Regions from separate parts of the Mus musculus genome. Here all the other regions are linked to region 1. A link is a contact called in public Hi-C and HiChIP or PLAC-seq data. All regions are on one chromosome and are shown on one strand. Each heading gives the region's core, a stretch centred on a gene start, on an enhancer-like site or on the middle of the called end of the contact. The rest is flanking DNA. Distances are from core to core; before and after follow the strand shown. Region 1 overlaps Rad51b (RAD51 paralog B). Region 2 overlaps Gm36660 (a long non-coding RNA gene). Region 3 has its middle 5.1 kb from the start of Gm36834.

Evidence for each region. A called contact is a pair of places that touch in the nucleus more often than the background predicts. HiChIP or PLAC-seq counts read pairs in DNA pulled down with a chosen protein or histone mark.
Region 2: a contact with region 1 is called in an H3K27ac HiChIP or PLAC-seq map of large pre-B cells, with 2.4 times the contacts expected there. The contact joins two enhancer-like sites. A contact is called at or near these places in 2 of 115 datasets of contacts at active chromatin or transcription factors (CD8 T cells and large pre-B cells) and 1 of 9 other capture datasets (embryonic stem cells).
Region 3: a Hi-C map of large pre-B cells shows a contact between it and region 1, with 2.1 times the contacts expected there. The contact joins two enhancer-like sites. A contact is called at or near these places in 2 of 484 Hi-C or Micro-C datasets (B cells and large pre-B cells) and 1 of 115 datasets of contacts at active chromatin or transcription factors (large pre-B cells).

What each region holds. Positions count from the first base shown.
Region 1 is chr12:79,434,665-79,439,758 of GRCm38.p6, forward strand. All of the region lies in intron 7 of Rad51b (RAD51 paralog B), which reads left to right. Among named protein-coding and RNA genes, the nearest start is that of Rad51b, 140 kb to the left of the region's middle. Within about 2 kb of position 2,492, at least 55 of the 459 cell types and tissues checked have an H3K27ac peak or open chromatin away from gene starts, as enhancers often do.
Region 2 is chr12:80,057,574-80,062,667 of GRCm38.p6, forward strand. The region is part of intron 3 of Gm36660 (a long non-coding RNA gene); the gene reads right to left. Among named protein-coding and RNA genes, the nearest start is that of Gm36660, 26 kb to the right of the region's middle. RefSeq lists an enhancer at 2,392-5,094. Within about 2 kb of position 2,893, at least 95 of the 459 cell types and tissues checked have an H3K27ac peak or open chromatin away from gene starts, as enhancers often do.
Region 3 is chr12:80,011,886-80,016,979 of GRCm38.p6, forward strand. No RefSeq gene overlaps it. Among named protein-coding and RNA genes, the nearest start is that of Gm36834, 5.1 kb to the right of the region's middle. Within about 2 kb of position 2,941, at least 109 of the 459 cell types and tissues checked have an H3K27ac peak or open chromatin away from gene starts, as enhancers often do.

The DNA.
Region 1 (5,094 bases), core at 1,242-3,741:
GGGTTCGACAGACTCTCGCTTGCATTTACAAACACTCTCCTTTGAATTTCAGCTCAGGAATATATTGGGTGGCATTAAGTTGGTGATGCATTTGCATGATACCAGAAGGCTGCCTTCGGAAGGTGATTACATCACACACGTGTCCGGAGCTGTCCTTGCTCTGTTTCCCTCCGGTTCTCTGACACTCAGCGTCTGCTTTCATTTCGCTGTGCATTCTCCTGCTTTTTGTTTTCTCTGCTTCTCTCATAATTGTACGTTTTTCATAATCAGCAGGCTTGGAAGGCCCTTACATATAGTTGTTGATGCCCCCTCATTCTAATATGGAGAGATTCGGGCCTCACGTTCTTTCTGTAAGATTTGGGAGTTATCTAGTTATGGAGTGATCCCCAAACCCATCATGGGAGCAGCACAAAGGCAGGCCAGACCCTTTGGTCTCTGAGCTGCATGATTAATATGCAACCCTGGGCCAATAGTTAGTTTTAAAGTTCGTGTTCAAATGGGTTTTCAACAGCTAAATCTAGAGCAAGCTTCTTCTAGAGAAATAAATAAGAAGAGAGAGAGAGTGTGTGTGTGTGTGTAAACATAAGGGTTTGTGACATGAGAAGCTCGGAGATGACGGAGCCCCAACAATGCTCCGAGGTTAAGTGTCACAGGTGACTCCCATTACAGTTGGTAGGAAAGGGAGAAGCACGTGCGACTTCATGAATGAGGATTAAACCATAAGCTTTTAAAGGATAGGGGAAAAAAGCTGTGGTGAAATATGGCGCCTAACTTGTTACTGCCTCTCAGATTGCAAGGGAGCATGCGAAGGGCTGGTTATTTTGTTGTTGTTGTTGTTGTTGTTGTTTTTCCCCACCTGCAGATTCCTTCATTTGTAATCCGGGGGGAAGCAATGCCAGCAGCCTCCAGCAAACAGTTCAGCTTGTGCCTCCAGCAGGGGAAGAATTTTGAGCAAATTGATGGGATTATTTTGAAACTAACCAGCCAGAAGTATTGGGCAATCGTAGCCCTGAATTGTTCAGTTCCAGAGAGGGTGGTACAGTCTGTTCACGTCACTCCATGAACCTATCTGGGTCCCCATGAGAATTTTCTTCTTTATGTCAGTCAATGTGTTCTTCAGACTGCTTGAAATGCCCCAAAGACAGAGTCTGATTCAAGTCCTTCATCTTATCTCTGATTTAGCTGGTCAGAACAGAGGTGATTGACAGTCATGCTGGCTTAGGTCTGTTTTTACATTCACATGTATTTGATTTTGGCATACAAAAAAAAAAAAAATCCATGGTTTTCTTTTTAAACTTTTGTCCTGGTTAGATTAAAACAGATAAGTCAGTAAATAATGATAACCTACCTCTCTTCTTTCTTTCCCTAACCTATGTCTGTCTTTCTTCCTTTCTTTCTTCCTTTCTTTCTTCCTTCCTTTCTTTCTTTCTTTCTTTCTTTCTTTCTTTCTTTCTTTCTTTCTTTCTTTCTCTTTTTCTTATCAGTTATTATAACTTAATTAGGGCATATTGATCACTAGTGGGGACACTGTTGCAATTTATGTGTTCAGTTGTCATCTATTGCAGTGGGTGCGGCTTGGTGAAGTTGAAAGGCGAGGGTGGATCAATGAGTCAAATTTTAAAACGCTGAATGGGTTGTTAGGCTGTGAAGCAGCCCTAAAGCTTGGGCTCCCGCTCGCTGTTGGGAAGCTCAGCGACATTTTAAGCACAGCTTTTGTCCTGAGCTTCACCTCTGCCACAGCGCCTTTTCCATAGGCGGGCTTGATTAATTCATTTCTGCTTTTGCTTCAGTTAATTCTCCAGTGTTCTGTATCTTTAATATACAATCCAGTATTGAATACTACTTTATGCCAAAGACCATTACCTTTGTAGGAAGCTAAAACTAAAGAAGACTGGGGAAGTCAGGAACGTTACATGTAGTTTTTCATATTGACTTGTGCATTCTGAAGCGGTCTGCTCACCTGCCTTTTAAATTACAGTCAAGAAGTAGAGCCTTCTCATGAGTAAATATTTGAAAATACATCAGTAATGTATTTATTGCTCCTCTACAGTAAATACTAATGACATGGGGACAGGCCTTGTGTTACATGGACTTGGAGAAACAAGAGGAAGACAGACAAACTGTCAGGGTGACAATATATTTTATTCATAACACTTAGAAAAATGATGAGTTTCAGAAATATATAAATGGGTTCTTTCTTTCTTGAAGTCCGGAAGCGGGCTTTCCTGTTTTCTTTCCTTGGTGATGCCCCAGGGGGTGCCTCAACTAGCCCTAAAGGTGCCCTGTGGGAATTTCAGCTCACACATCTCAGCATGAGGAAAGATTCTGGGGAAACGCTGGTTTATCATGTTGCTCTTTAGAGCATTGCTCCAAAAAACGTTTAAAACCATCTGTACACTTTCTGTGGTTTTCAGTATAAAAATGGTACTATTGATACTTGTCAGTGAATCAGACCTGGATACATTCTGTGGTTTTCAGTTTTAAAATGAGCCTAAGTATTGCAACTTCCCAGTGAGCAGGGTGACATGACACCAAGGCACTGCTTAAGCACAGCATTTATACTAAGTGCATTGCAACTTTTTGACGAAAAGGATTCAAGGATTAATAGTGTTATCGTATCTCTTTCATTTCCTTTTTCCTATTTCTTTTTGTCTCTGTTTCTCTGTGTCTCTTTCTGTCCATCTGTCTGTCTCTTTGTCTCTCTCTGCCTCTGTCTCTGTCTCTGTCTCTCTCTCTCTGTATGTGTGTGTGTAAGTAAATTTTTCTACTTACCCACAGTATTAAAAGACATTTCACATCTCATACTCAGCACAGGAGATTATTAAAACATCTAGCTACATAAATGAAGGCTGTATTTAGAAGTAAACCTAAAGTCTACTTGTGTCTGTGTGTGCAGTATACATGATCATTCTCTAAGACACTAAAGAGTAGCAATTGGGCAACTTTTGCAGAAGTAGAAGGACCAAGTATTAGAGAAGGAAAATAAGATTCCCCGGAAGAGCTATAGTCTCGTCCTTGAGGGAGCCACGGCTTCAAAGAGAGAAAGTTCTGTCAGTCTATACTTGCCAGGGCAGGAAATGCCCCCACTGGCTCCTCTTATGTGTAAAGTCTTGAAAAAAAATCAGTTATGCAAATAGTGATTATTAAAGAAAGTCATTTGCATGGTGGGAAACTTGAAAAGAATAAGGAAAAACAAAGAACAACTACCTGTTCCCAAGGTGAGTGCTGACTCCCATGGCACTTCATTCCCTCTGTTCTCTCTATTTTTGCTACTTGAATATGCACATGTAAATATGTAACTACAATTTACGAGGTCAATAAGTGCTCTTTTCTTTCTAATTTGTGTTATTGATCAAATTTTCAGACTTAGGGGCTCTGTGCATATATAGAAAAATAGGAATTTTTACTATGTTTAAAAGGTGATTATGATAAACACATACTCAGGAAAGGGGCTCCTGGGACCTAGGAAAGCATGAAGAAGTTTAGGCTCACAACAGCAGAGTGTGGGGTGGTGGCACGGACAGAGGTGAGCCTGTGTTGCCCACATCCTGGAACCCAAAGTGGTGGCTTTTTTGTCCTCTACACTGTGCTGTGAGGCTGTCAGGATACAGCTCTGGTTAGAGTTTAGCTGTTAGTTGCCCTAGCACTGCTCTACAGAGCACCAGAAGGACTGTGGTCTGACTTGGTGCGGCTTCCCTAGGAACAGGCTGATGGTTGATTTGGAGCCCACTGGAAGCCAACATTTCAAACCAACAAACACCTCACTCAAACCCTGATATGGCACTAGGGTGGCTATGCTCATGTGAAGATGGCACAGCTGCTACTGCTCATCCACGGGGACATAGGACACATACTCAACTCCCATTGGCCTGATCCACATAGGTCTTGGAGTCTATTGATACCACCTCTGACTCCACTGGTTAAACCTCTACCCGAATGTGTTTACTTACAGTAAAAACCAGGGTCTGTGCCGGACTGGCTGTTTCACTGATGGGCTTTCACCAAGGTACCTAGATGGGCAAGGCCTCTCTGCATCCTTGGCGACTCTCTCAGGCAGGGACCTGGAAGAGCCATTCTTCTCTTGGTGTATTTATTTCTAATGTTTAAAATAAAATGTTGTTTCATTTGTTCATTCATTCATCATTCATTCATTCTGTGTGTGTGTGTGTGTGTGTGTGTGTGTGTGCGCGCGCGCGCTCGCGTGCATGCGTGTGTTTGTATGTGTAGCTTGTGTATGTAGGTTAAAGGACTACTTGCAGAGTTGGTACTTTATTCTGCTATATGGTTTCGGGTGATTGAGGTCATCTGGCCACAAGGACCTTTCCCCATTGAACTATCTTGAAGGCCCTCTTTCTAATATTTATCCATGTAAATACAATGCAGTTGAAATAATGCTAAATGAACTTTCTTTTCCTGCTAAGTTTTTCTAGCATTTTTGGATCTCAGTTCAAGTAATTGGAGTGTTCCATTAAGTATCTTACAAATATCATCTCCTGTCAGGGTGAGACGGGCATTACAAAGTCCTGAGCTTGTGTTTCACTCTGTAAGGGAGTCTTAAGTGCCAGAGAGAAAGCTAGACATTTTTACGAGTTTTTGAGGTTTAATATTAAAGGGGGAAAAGAAAAGAACCAGCCGGGCGGTGGTGGTGCATGCCTTTAATCCCAGCACTCGGGAGGCAGAGGCAGGCGGATTTCTGAGTTCGAGGCTAGCCTGGTCTACAAAGTGAGTTCCAGGACAGCCAGGGCTACACAGAGAAACCCTGTCTCAAAAACACCAAAAAAAAAAAAAAAAAAAAAAAAAAAAGAAAGAAAGAAAAGAACCATCTTCTTGAGGAATGGAATATTTTCAACTGAACCATTATGTAAAACCATTATGTAAAAAATGTGTTTAGCATGTCAGCACATTTTAATCAGTGTAAAGGCTGCTTTGAAAGTGATAGGGAAATATTTGTCTAGCGTTCAGCCCTCCAGTGCCTAGATACAAGCATACAAGGGAGGAAGTGAGTGTTATAATATTTAGATAGTAACGCTAATCACAGCATTCATTAGGTATTTAATAGAGGCTTGAGTTAGACCTACCTAGAACTTATAAGAC
Region 2 (5,094 bases), core at 1,643-4,142, 620 kb after region 1:
GATTCACGGGGCTCCTGCTCTTGCGATTCTCCCCGAAGACCGAAACTGTTAAATGTTAGCTGTGGTATGGAAAGGACCAGGTTCATTAAGGTACAGCTGAATTCCAGCATCACTTCCCTCTACCATGTTGCCATGGAAATGGTACTCAGAAAACAAAACAAGAAGTTTGAAAAGCCATTACACATTTGGGGTAATTTTAAAAGTGCCATATTTCCTTTCTATAACCAGTTGTATTTTAAAAGCAAGACCGTGCTTTATCATCATCATCACCATTACTATTATTTATTGTAAGATGGTGTCTAGGCTATCCTCAAATTCATTAGTTCAGGCGATCCTCCTGCATATGCCTTGACTACTGGTACCACCTGTGTACCACTACGCAAGGCTGAGAACTCACGTTTAAAGAAAATTAAAGCACCCTTTAAAACTTTTTCTTTTCTTTTTAAATTAGGCAACTATATCACAAAGTTTGGCAACCAAAAGATTAATAAAAGTTGTCATTCTGACATATATGGTGGTGCAGGCTTATGATCCCAGCTCTTTGAGGACTGAGATAAGACGCTCCAGAGTTGAAGGTGAAACTTTGTCTCAAAAACAGTCTGAACCAAGGAGCCTGGAGCTGACTCAGCAGCTAAGAACACTTACTGCTCTGCAGGTTCAGTTCCGCACCCACATCAGGCGGCTCACAATTCCAGTTCCCAGGCATCCACAAGTGATGCTCATAAACTCACACAGAGGCATACACATGCACACATACACATAATTTTTAAATCTTTTTTTAAAAAAAGACTAAAAAAATAAATAAATAAAAATTAAGAGCCAAAACTTCACCATCCTAAGACAGCCACTGCCTTCACTGAGGTGTCTCTTGAAATGAACACACTGTGAATACCATGTAATGACTTTTTTCACCAGTGCTCCCTTCCCAGTCTCTAGAATCTTTTACTGGCTTGTTATTAAACTAATAAAGGAACCATACACATACAAATCAAGAGGAGAAAAGCAAAATATACGTACTTCAGAGATTCTGTCAAATGAATATAGGCTGCCCCATGGCCTTTACTAACTTTGTGTGTGCCGGACAGACACCACGTCTTAACTAACATCAGCAGGAGTAGGGAGGGAACCTGGCCTGTCTCGCTTTCCTTACAATACATTTATCATTTCCTTGGATTTTCATTCCTGGATTAGTGCCATTTGTGGTTGTTTCACACCCAGAAATCATTATCAACAGACCTGAGGAAAGGCAAACAAAAAGATGAGAGGTAAGTTGGCTATGGGGGAAAAAAACTGTCTGGTATGCTTAGCATATATCTATTAAGGAGTCCAAATGTCAGTGTTGGCCTTTGTAAAACTAAAGAGAAAAAATATCAAAAATCAAACAAGCCGGGTGTGGTGGCACACGCCTTTAATCCCAGCACTCGGGAGGCAGAGGCAGGCAGATTTCCAAGTTTGAGGCCAGTCTGGTCTACAAAGTGAGTTCCAGGACAGCCAGGGCTACACAGAGAAACCCTGTCTCGAAAAAACGAAAAAACAAACAAACAAAAAAAAATTCTATTTTCTGAAATGTGTGAGAAGGGGAAAAGTGAAAACCGATCATGATGCTGTTTCACACAGAAGACATGGAGCCTTAAAACTCTCTGCAAGCTAATTCATGCTGGCAGAGAATGAAAATAATCTCACAAAGTCGGGGGTATGCCTAGCTAGGAGGTGGGGTTACCAGACAAGATCCAAGAGGACATTCCGTTGAATTTTAATTACAGACCAATAAAAATTCTTACCTGTTCATAATAAATACAAACATAACAATTTAATTTTTGACACTAAAACTCCCATTCCCAGAGCCTGTCTCCAGGTTGGGAGGAGCTTCACCCTGGTCCCATCGCAACCATAGGCTCTACATAAGCAAGTGCAGTACCAGGTCGTGACTTAATTGAATAGATGCCTAAATCAAGACACACACACACACACAAACAGACTGGTCCCAGCATTCCTTAGCACCTTCATTTTCCTTGTAAGGACTTCTTAGCATCCCTTTACCCTACAGCTGGACCCAAGGGCTTAATGAAAGTTGGGTCCCATGAACAGCTATGAAGATCGCTCACCAGTCTGACAGCTTTTCTAGGGCAACAACCATGCCCTCTTGTTTTCAAGTGCTTCCTACCTCTCCGTACAAACTGTGGTTTCATCCGTTACAGGTCTTTTCCCTATGGTAGTTCCATGTGGGGAAAAAAAAAAAAACATCTTTTAATACATGGTCCTGTGCAGATAGGTGAGCAGGGACTGACCGGCACACACACTCACTAACTTTGGCCCGCATGAGTTTAGGAATCAGATAAATGTTTCACTCCTGCTCAGGAAGTAGCTGGGTCATGAAATCAGATATGGGAGGATGTTGGTCCATGGGAGGGCCCTCACAATAGGGACTGTGAGGAGTGGGGGAGACGGGCTTGCAAGTCTGCCCTGGGGGTTGGTGTGCAAATATGGACAGCCAGAGGAAGTCTTGGCCTCCAGGTGTGAAAAATGTCCCTCTTGGAGATCAAGAGTTCAGCCAAAGTTTGTTGAGTTGCTCTGTGAATTTTAAAGAGTAAAAAGTGACCTGGGGAACATTTCTGATGAACTTTCCTTAATGTGGTTATCCCGTGGTTAAAATTATAACAGTTTCTGGGAGTGAGCCTAACGAGTCAACACACTGAATTCAGAAAATGTCTCCTGATTGCCAGAGAGTGGGCTCTGTTTTGCCTAACCCCATGCTTTGCTCGAGGTAGGTTCGTAGCAAATGCTAGCTGAATGCCCTGAAACACACAAATGAGTAGTTGGGGGACAATCCATTCTTCTTGGGCCTCTGAACCTAGAATCAGAAAGCAGGAAGCAAACCCCAGAGCAGACAGGGCTTTACCACACACGGGTCTTGTGATCTGCACTCCGTGACCTTCAGCTGCTGTGGCTGCGGATGGGATAATACATCGCCTTAATAAGCAGTTTGGAAGAGCAAGGGCGATTTCGTATCTGAAAGCCCTCTGTGATTGACAATAGGCTGTTGTACAGATCTAAGATAATCAGAAAGGATTCCAAGCCCAGTTCTCCTCCACCTTTAGCTGTGCGATCTTGCTCAAGATAGTTAACCCACCCAGACTTCTCATCTGCACACAAAAGGGACGTGAGGCCTATGCACTTGAAAGAGCCAAGATGACCTTTCTCCTCCTGTTATTTTCTTTCCCCTGGGATGTCATTCTCTGTGTTTTCTAAACAGACTAGTACATTAACTAGGTGATATGTGAGCCCTTGATGTGCCTGTGATTATTATTATTTAATGACACTCATTAAAGCAGGCTGACTTCTGATTGGCCATAGATCTCACTCACACACACACACACACACACACACACACACACACACACAGCAGCTGCGGTGGCCTCTCAGGACTGCTTCCTTATCAGGACCCTGCCACCCAGGTGTTTCCTCATCTTAGAATCCACCCTCTAGGTTTCCTCAAATTGTGTCTTTCAGATGGTACCCACCCTGACCTGGTGAGTGACAGGAAGTACTTCAGAGTGATGGCCCCAGCCACCTCTCAGGAAAAACACAGTGACCTCCCACACCCAACCTCCACTTTCAGGGCCTCTGATAGAAGCAGAAGCTTCCAGAAACAGCCATGAGTCCCATATATTGTCTCTAAGACCTGTCTGTCTAAAATAGGAAGGTTGATTTTTGGCTTTGATTTTTATTTTCTTTTTAAGACAAGTTCTCATATAGCCCAGGCTGGCCCTGAGTCAAGGATAGCCCAACTGTGATGTTCCTACCACCACAATACTGGGATTACAGGCTTGTGCCATTCAAGCCCAGTGTGTGTGGTGGTAGAGAACAAACCCATGGTTTCCTGCATGCTAGGTAAGCACTCCACCTACTGAGCTACATCCCCAGCCCCTGGTGTGTGTGTGTGTGTGTGTGTGTGTGTGTGTGTGTGTGTGTGCGCGCGTGCGCACGCATGTGTACATATTTTTAAAACTCCTAAATAGTGTGCTGACTTACACCACTCATGCATGCTCTTTATTATGCACCCTCAGTCTCCTTTGGAAGATGTCACACTACACTTTCAGAGACATTATAGAAGGTTTGTCTGTCAGTGCCAGGTCAAAGCCCCACAGGTTAGGGTCCCAGAGAGGATCACACCAAGAGTCCCAGTACCTCCCTCTCACTTCTATGGACGTGCTGGGACCTCACATCCCAAAGTCCTGGGACCAAGTCTCCTGGCCTTATCTTTTCTTTTCACTGAGCCTCCATGCTTGTGTCCACCATGTGGACAGCTTTTAAGCCCCTCTCACAAAGCCTGGTGCTTGAGACAAAGTTAGCCAGGTTCTGCTCTTTGTCCACATTTCAACAACTCTTCTGCCTGATATTAAAAATAGCTTTGTCTGGTCGAGTGAGATCAGGCCAGGAGACAGGCGCCTGCTGTTCTAATCTCAGCCTCACAAATAGCTCTTGATGCGCTTGAGTTTCCCTCAGCACCTTCAGGGGCTCCGACTGCAACAGGGGCCTGCTTAGTTACCTCTGAAGGTGAGATTCCTCTATGCTGCTCCTGAGGTCCACAAGAGGCCTGTGCACGTGCACACACACACACACACACACACACACACACACACACACACACACACATTCCTGTTACGGACCTTTTTGGTGCCTCAGAACTAAGCCGCCATTGAGAGCATTCACCACACTCCGGGTATCCTATATTTCCCAGGCCAGAACCTACAAAAGCGTCCCTTGAGAGTTAAACTCAAACATCTATAGTAAACAGGCTGCCCCTCCCTGTCTGCCCCCTCCTCCATTCCCCACCCCTAATTCCACCTCCCTGTCTTTCCCCCAAGCCCATCTTGTACTCTGTGAAAAACCATAGACCCTTTGGTTGCCAAGGGAACCAAGCCTTTCATTCTGTTCCAGTGACTGGCTGGTTGGGGCTGAGGGGTAGGGCAACAACTGGTGCCCAGACCTTTGGAGCACACACACCCCCTCACAATGCCCCCCTTTTTTTCAAAGGAGGAGGGGTGGATTGCACCCCAGTTGCTTTTTCACCCAAGCCCAGCTGGGTGAGAC
Region 3 (5,094 bases), core at 1,691-4,190, 580 kb after region 1:
CGAGTGACTTAGTGATCTGTTTCTTTCGAAAAACTGTGATTTCTGAACTCAGTTCAGGTACCAGAGTGCCGTCTTAAGTGGAGAATGTGGCCTGAAAGCACTCATGATGTAATGGGTCCCGTTTAAACTTGGCAAGTGGATAGCTTTGTGAGAAATGAATTTTCTTAGGCTGGGTTTAGGAGTTTGGGGTGTTTTCTTTTCTTTTTTTTTTAAGAGTTAAGCCAAGGCAAAAAATAACCTTTGCAACACATCACTTCACAGCTGGTCAGCCTGGGAGAGGCTATTCTGGGATAGGCAAGCTAAGATGTCACTGTAAACCCCAGGCAGAGGGGAGTCGGGTCGTAGGGTTCTATTTCTGTCTGTGTCACGGACATGCTCAGTAAACCTCCACCCGTTAGTTTCCCAGCTCCAGCCTCACTTTAGTTTCTCCCCAAATCAGGTCAAGTTGGTTTTTATCAAGAATATTAGGTTCAAACAGTTAGTTCTTAGGGTTACTACTATTTAGTTACTGAAGGGGTCAAGGGATGGGATGGGATTTCAAAAACCTCATGGGTATTCATCGTCATCTGGGGCAAGTCTGACAAGACCTGCGAAAGCATGAAACCTTAGTTCAAAAAAAAAAGGGGGGGGCCATTGAGGGAGGTTTAGCAGAGGTAGAGGAAAGAGAATAGGCAGGGCAGAGAAGACAGTCTCTAAACTGTGTCTGGGGTTCACCTCCCAGAACCAAGAGTATCTGGAAAGATGCAAAGAAGATAGGGCAAGCAAGTGGTTGGTTAAGAGTGCCTTTTGTCTGAGTTGAACAGGGAGGGGAGTTTCCTAAGTAGGAAAGGATTGTGATTGGTAATGATTCTGAGAGCTGTGCGGATGATGACTAGGGAGAGCAAGGTTGGAGACTATCCGGACAACGGGCAGTAACATACACCAGGCCCCTCTCTGACTCCTCTTCATCCTTAGACATCATGGTCCTCAAGTAGCCAGGCCCTCTCATCCATTGAAAAAGTGTGAGCCAGGCTTCTGGCTGGGAGACGTTAGTAGGTCTATACATCCTGCCCTGCCTTGTGCTTCTTCTGTCTTCCTCCTCACGCCAGCAAATTGAAGAGAGGACGCTGCTCCAATGCAGATTAAAGAGAGGACACTATTCCAATTTCCAACATCCAAGCAACTGAAACATAAGAGTTATTAATGACTAGTTCCATCCAGATAGCAACTAAAATTCAAACCCATCACAGAGTCGCAGGTCCTGTGCTGGGTCTCCAAGGCTCTGTCTCCATGAAATCTAACTAACTAGGTGACTTTTCTTACCCAGAGGTCAGATACTTTTGCGAAGTACAAAGCCATGGATCTCTAGAAAGCCATTTGGTGGTCTCTCCAAAACCCACACTTCCAGTTCCAGTCGTCAAACACAACAAGCTAAAGAGAATCTCTTCCAACACTTTTCCGGGAAAGCCCAGACTTCAGAGTCCCAAAGCCAACAAGTCAGACTTTCCTGTCAAGAGGCAATCCCTCCCCATTCAACAGATACCTTTCTTCATTAAGCTAGTCCTGTGCTTTCTAATAACTTTTGCTTACACCACAAAACTGTCATAGGCTATGGAAACACAAAGGCCCTGAACCCCTGGAAGTCATTACTCCTTCCTTTAGCAATTGTTGAATTAAGCATCATAAATATGGTTCCCATCCTGCTCCCCGCCCCCCAACCCCCCCCCCATTGCAAGCACACTCATGTGCACACACACACACGCACACACACACACACACACACGATCTGCTGGACATATGTTCAGAAGAAAGTAGGGACGCAAGTGAGAAAAAAAAATTCCCATGTCCTGAGTCAAGAGCTTGAGAGCTTTAAAGACGCTGGGGTGGAGGGTGGGTGATGGCGTGCTGGAAATGGACTATCCATAGGATTTATAGCTTATATGTTTCACAAAGCTTTTCTTAACATATAAAAATCTGTAGCGTATGGCTTTTCCCCCCCTTTTTGGTATAGGGCAGTAAACAAGAGCTTTGAAAGGAGAAGGAAACCAGGAGAAAGCCGGCTCCATTAGTCACGCAGCTGCGTATCCTGTCACAAAGGACCCCAGTTGAGTAATCGCCCAAAATATGCCTGTTATTTTTTTTCTGTCAGAAAAAAAGGGGGGCTGCCAAAACGTACTGTACAAAAAAAAAAAAAAAAAGAAAGAAAGAAAAAGAAAAACCCAGCTGGCTTTTCAGCCCCCACCCCCGGGGGTGGGGGTGGGGTCAGAAAATAAAGAAGAAACAGGCATAGCTTGGAAGTGTTCTCCCTACTTGTCTTTGCAAGAAGAAGCTCTCAAACTGCTTGTGGCAATGGAGCCTGCAGGGCTGGAGGATTGGCTGGCTCCTTGGACATCTAGAGTCCTTGCATGCCATCATGGGGTTCCCAGATGTTAAGAAGGCAAAGGCTGCAGAAGAAGGCAGGAAGAGGCAAGAAGTCACCCAAGAAAGGGATCCTAGAGAGTGAATATGTCCTTTGAACATCCTTATGTGAGAGACTTCAGGGCTCCAGAGCGAATCTGTGGCAGTTCACACCCGTTCCGTTCCATGAGCCCTGTGTGAGCCCTGCAGGGGCCACTGACTTTCTCCCAGCAAGCACCGCTGCCGCACCGGCAGCTTTTCTGATGAGCTCAGCAAAACCGGCTTTGGCTCAGGCGTGAGCCATGCTTGCAGTGTTTGAAAGACAGATGGAACAAGAGGAGGAGTAGGAGGATATCTAACTTGGGGGGACAAGCTGAGGAACTGGGGCTCAAAATCCAGCAAGGGTGTGTACATCTGTAGTCTCAGCTACTTGGGGGACTGAGGCAGGAGGATTATTTGAGCATATAAATTCAAAGTTCAAACAGTGGGTGGGACGACACTCTGCAGTACACTCCAGTGAGTGACGCTTACCACGGAAGCGAAAAGCCCGAGTTCAAGCCCCAGGATCCACGTGGTAGAAGCAAAGAGCCAACTCCCACACAGCATCACACGTGCTGATAAATTTTGAACTGTATGTGAGTTTTAAATTTTTAAGAAAGAAGAGAGAAGACTTTAAGGGAGTGGGGAGAGGGTGCTCTAGAGGAAGACTGCTTTGATTGGAGCTGCCTACGACTTCCGGTGCGAAATTTCCTGGATCAGCTTTCCAAAGGGTGGCAGGCACCTGGTGAGGAGGCCAAACCACTGCAAAGGCGCTCTAAAATTTCATCCAGTCACCATCTTTATTCCATGCTCTTAATCCGTCGTCCTCAGGACTTGGAGGGCAGGGGCGATCAGTCCTAGTACAAACTGTACTCTCAAAAAGTCACACTTTTTCTCCTGCCAAGACTGTCGAGAGTCAGAGCTGTCCCCAAGAAGCGGGGCTTCTATCTCTATACCAGAAAGCTGTCTCCTTAAGAAAGGGAAGGACCAAGAATAAAAATGTGTATGAAAAATGAAAAAACTAAACCCCACTATCTTGTATACTAATTAAAAAATAAAGAAAAGGGAGGTAGGGTCTGCACCACCATATGGACATGAATAGCAGATGTGCTGTTCCTGTTCTAGGCTATCTGGGTTAGTCCTAGAGAAGACAGACAGACAGACAGACAGACATGTCCACGTGCGCACATGCACACACACACACACAAACACACACACACACACACACACACACACACATGGAGATGAGAAGTTTAGGAGACCTTCACAGGGATGTCTCCAGGGACCTGAGTCCTAGGTCCCTACAGATTGCTTTAGGAAAGCTCAGGGTTTTACAGAACCAGGACTTTAGCCCTGTACTGGCTAGTTTTGTGTCAACTTGACACAGCTGGAGTTATCACAGAGAAAGGATCTTCAGTTGAGGAAATGCCTCCATGAGATCCAACTGTAAGGCATTTTCTCAATTAGTGATCAAGGGGAAAGGCCCCTTGTGGGTGGGACCATCTCTGGGCTGGTAGTCTTGGTTCTATAAGAAAGCAAGCTGAGCAAGCCAGGTGAGGCAAGCCAGTAAAGAACATCCCTCCATGGCCTCTGCATCAGCTCCTGCTTCCTGACCTGCTTGAGTTCCAGTCCTGACTTCCTTGGTGATAAACAGCAGTATGGAATTGTAAGCTGAATAAACCCTTTCCTCCCCAACTTGCTTCTTGGTCATGATGTGTGTGCAGGACTAAGACAAGCCCCTTGAGGCTTTGGATCCCAACTAAGGCAGAGTCCCATCCAGCTCTGACCTTAGAACCAAAGTTCCGAGATAGCAGTGCATGGGCACCTAATCTCCATGAGGGACACACCTCAAATTGTAGTTATGGCCTCCTGCAGGGAACAGGCTCCAGGTTATGAGGCAAGAGTCTCTCCTTCCCCTTGTTTAATGATCTGCTAGGAAATTCAGACAATCCACTGGTCTTTCTATAACCAATGCCCCCTTCAAAGTTTGTCAGCTATAGTCAACTGTCACTTAACATTAGGGATCAGTTCTGAAGGGTAGAGCATTGCTCAGCCTTGTTGCTGTATGAACACAATAAAATGCATTGCACCTACGACCTAGATGGTTGAGGTCAGTCACTGACATGGCCTTCTGCTGTAATCCAGACACAGTGAGCACAAGTTGTCTGAGGCTGCTGCTACCATGGGAAAGGCATACTGTTTCACCATTAACACTTTTTGTTGTAGTTAGAAAGAGAGCACACTAAATATCTACAGTATAATAAGTAGAGTAAGTACATAAGCCAGAACAGCTGTTGACCATCATTATCAAACACTATGGACTGTACATAATCTGACTGGAGTACTTTCACACAACTGGCTGCATAGTGGGTTTGCTTATACCAATGTTACGGTACATGTGAGCAATATATGCACTTGGGTCTTAGTATGGCTGCTGTATCGATGGACGAGAGGAACTGCCCAGCTTCATTATAATTTGATGGGCCCATTGTTATCTGTGCTAACCGTGATTGACCAAAACGCTGTCATGCAGGATGTGACTATTTTATCTTCAGCCTATGTGTGCCTGCCACATACGAAGTCCCAGAATTCAGTGGCAAATAATACAGGCACTGTGCCTTTCTCCATGGAAAGCTAGGGTAGCCTTTTCTGCTCCTCCCACATTCCTTTTCCTCATTT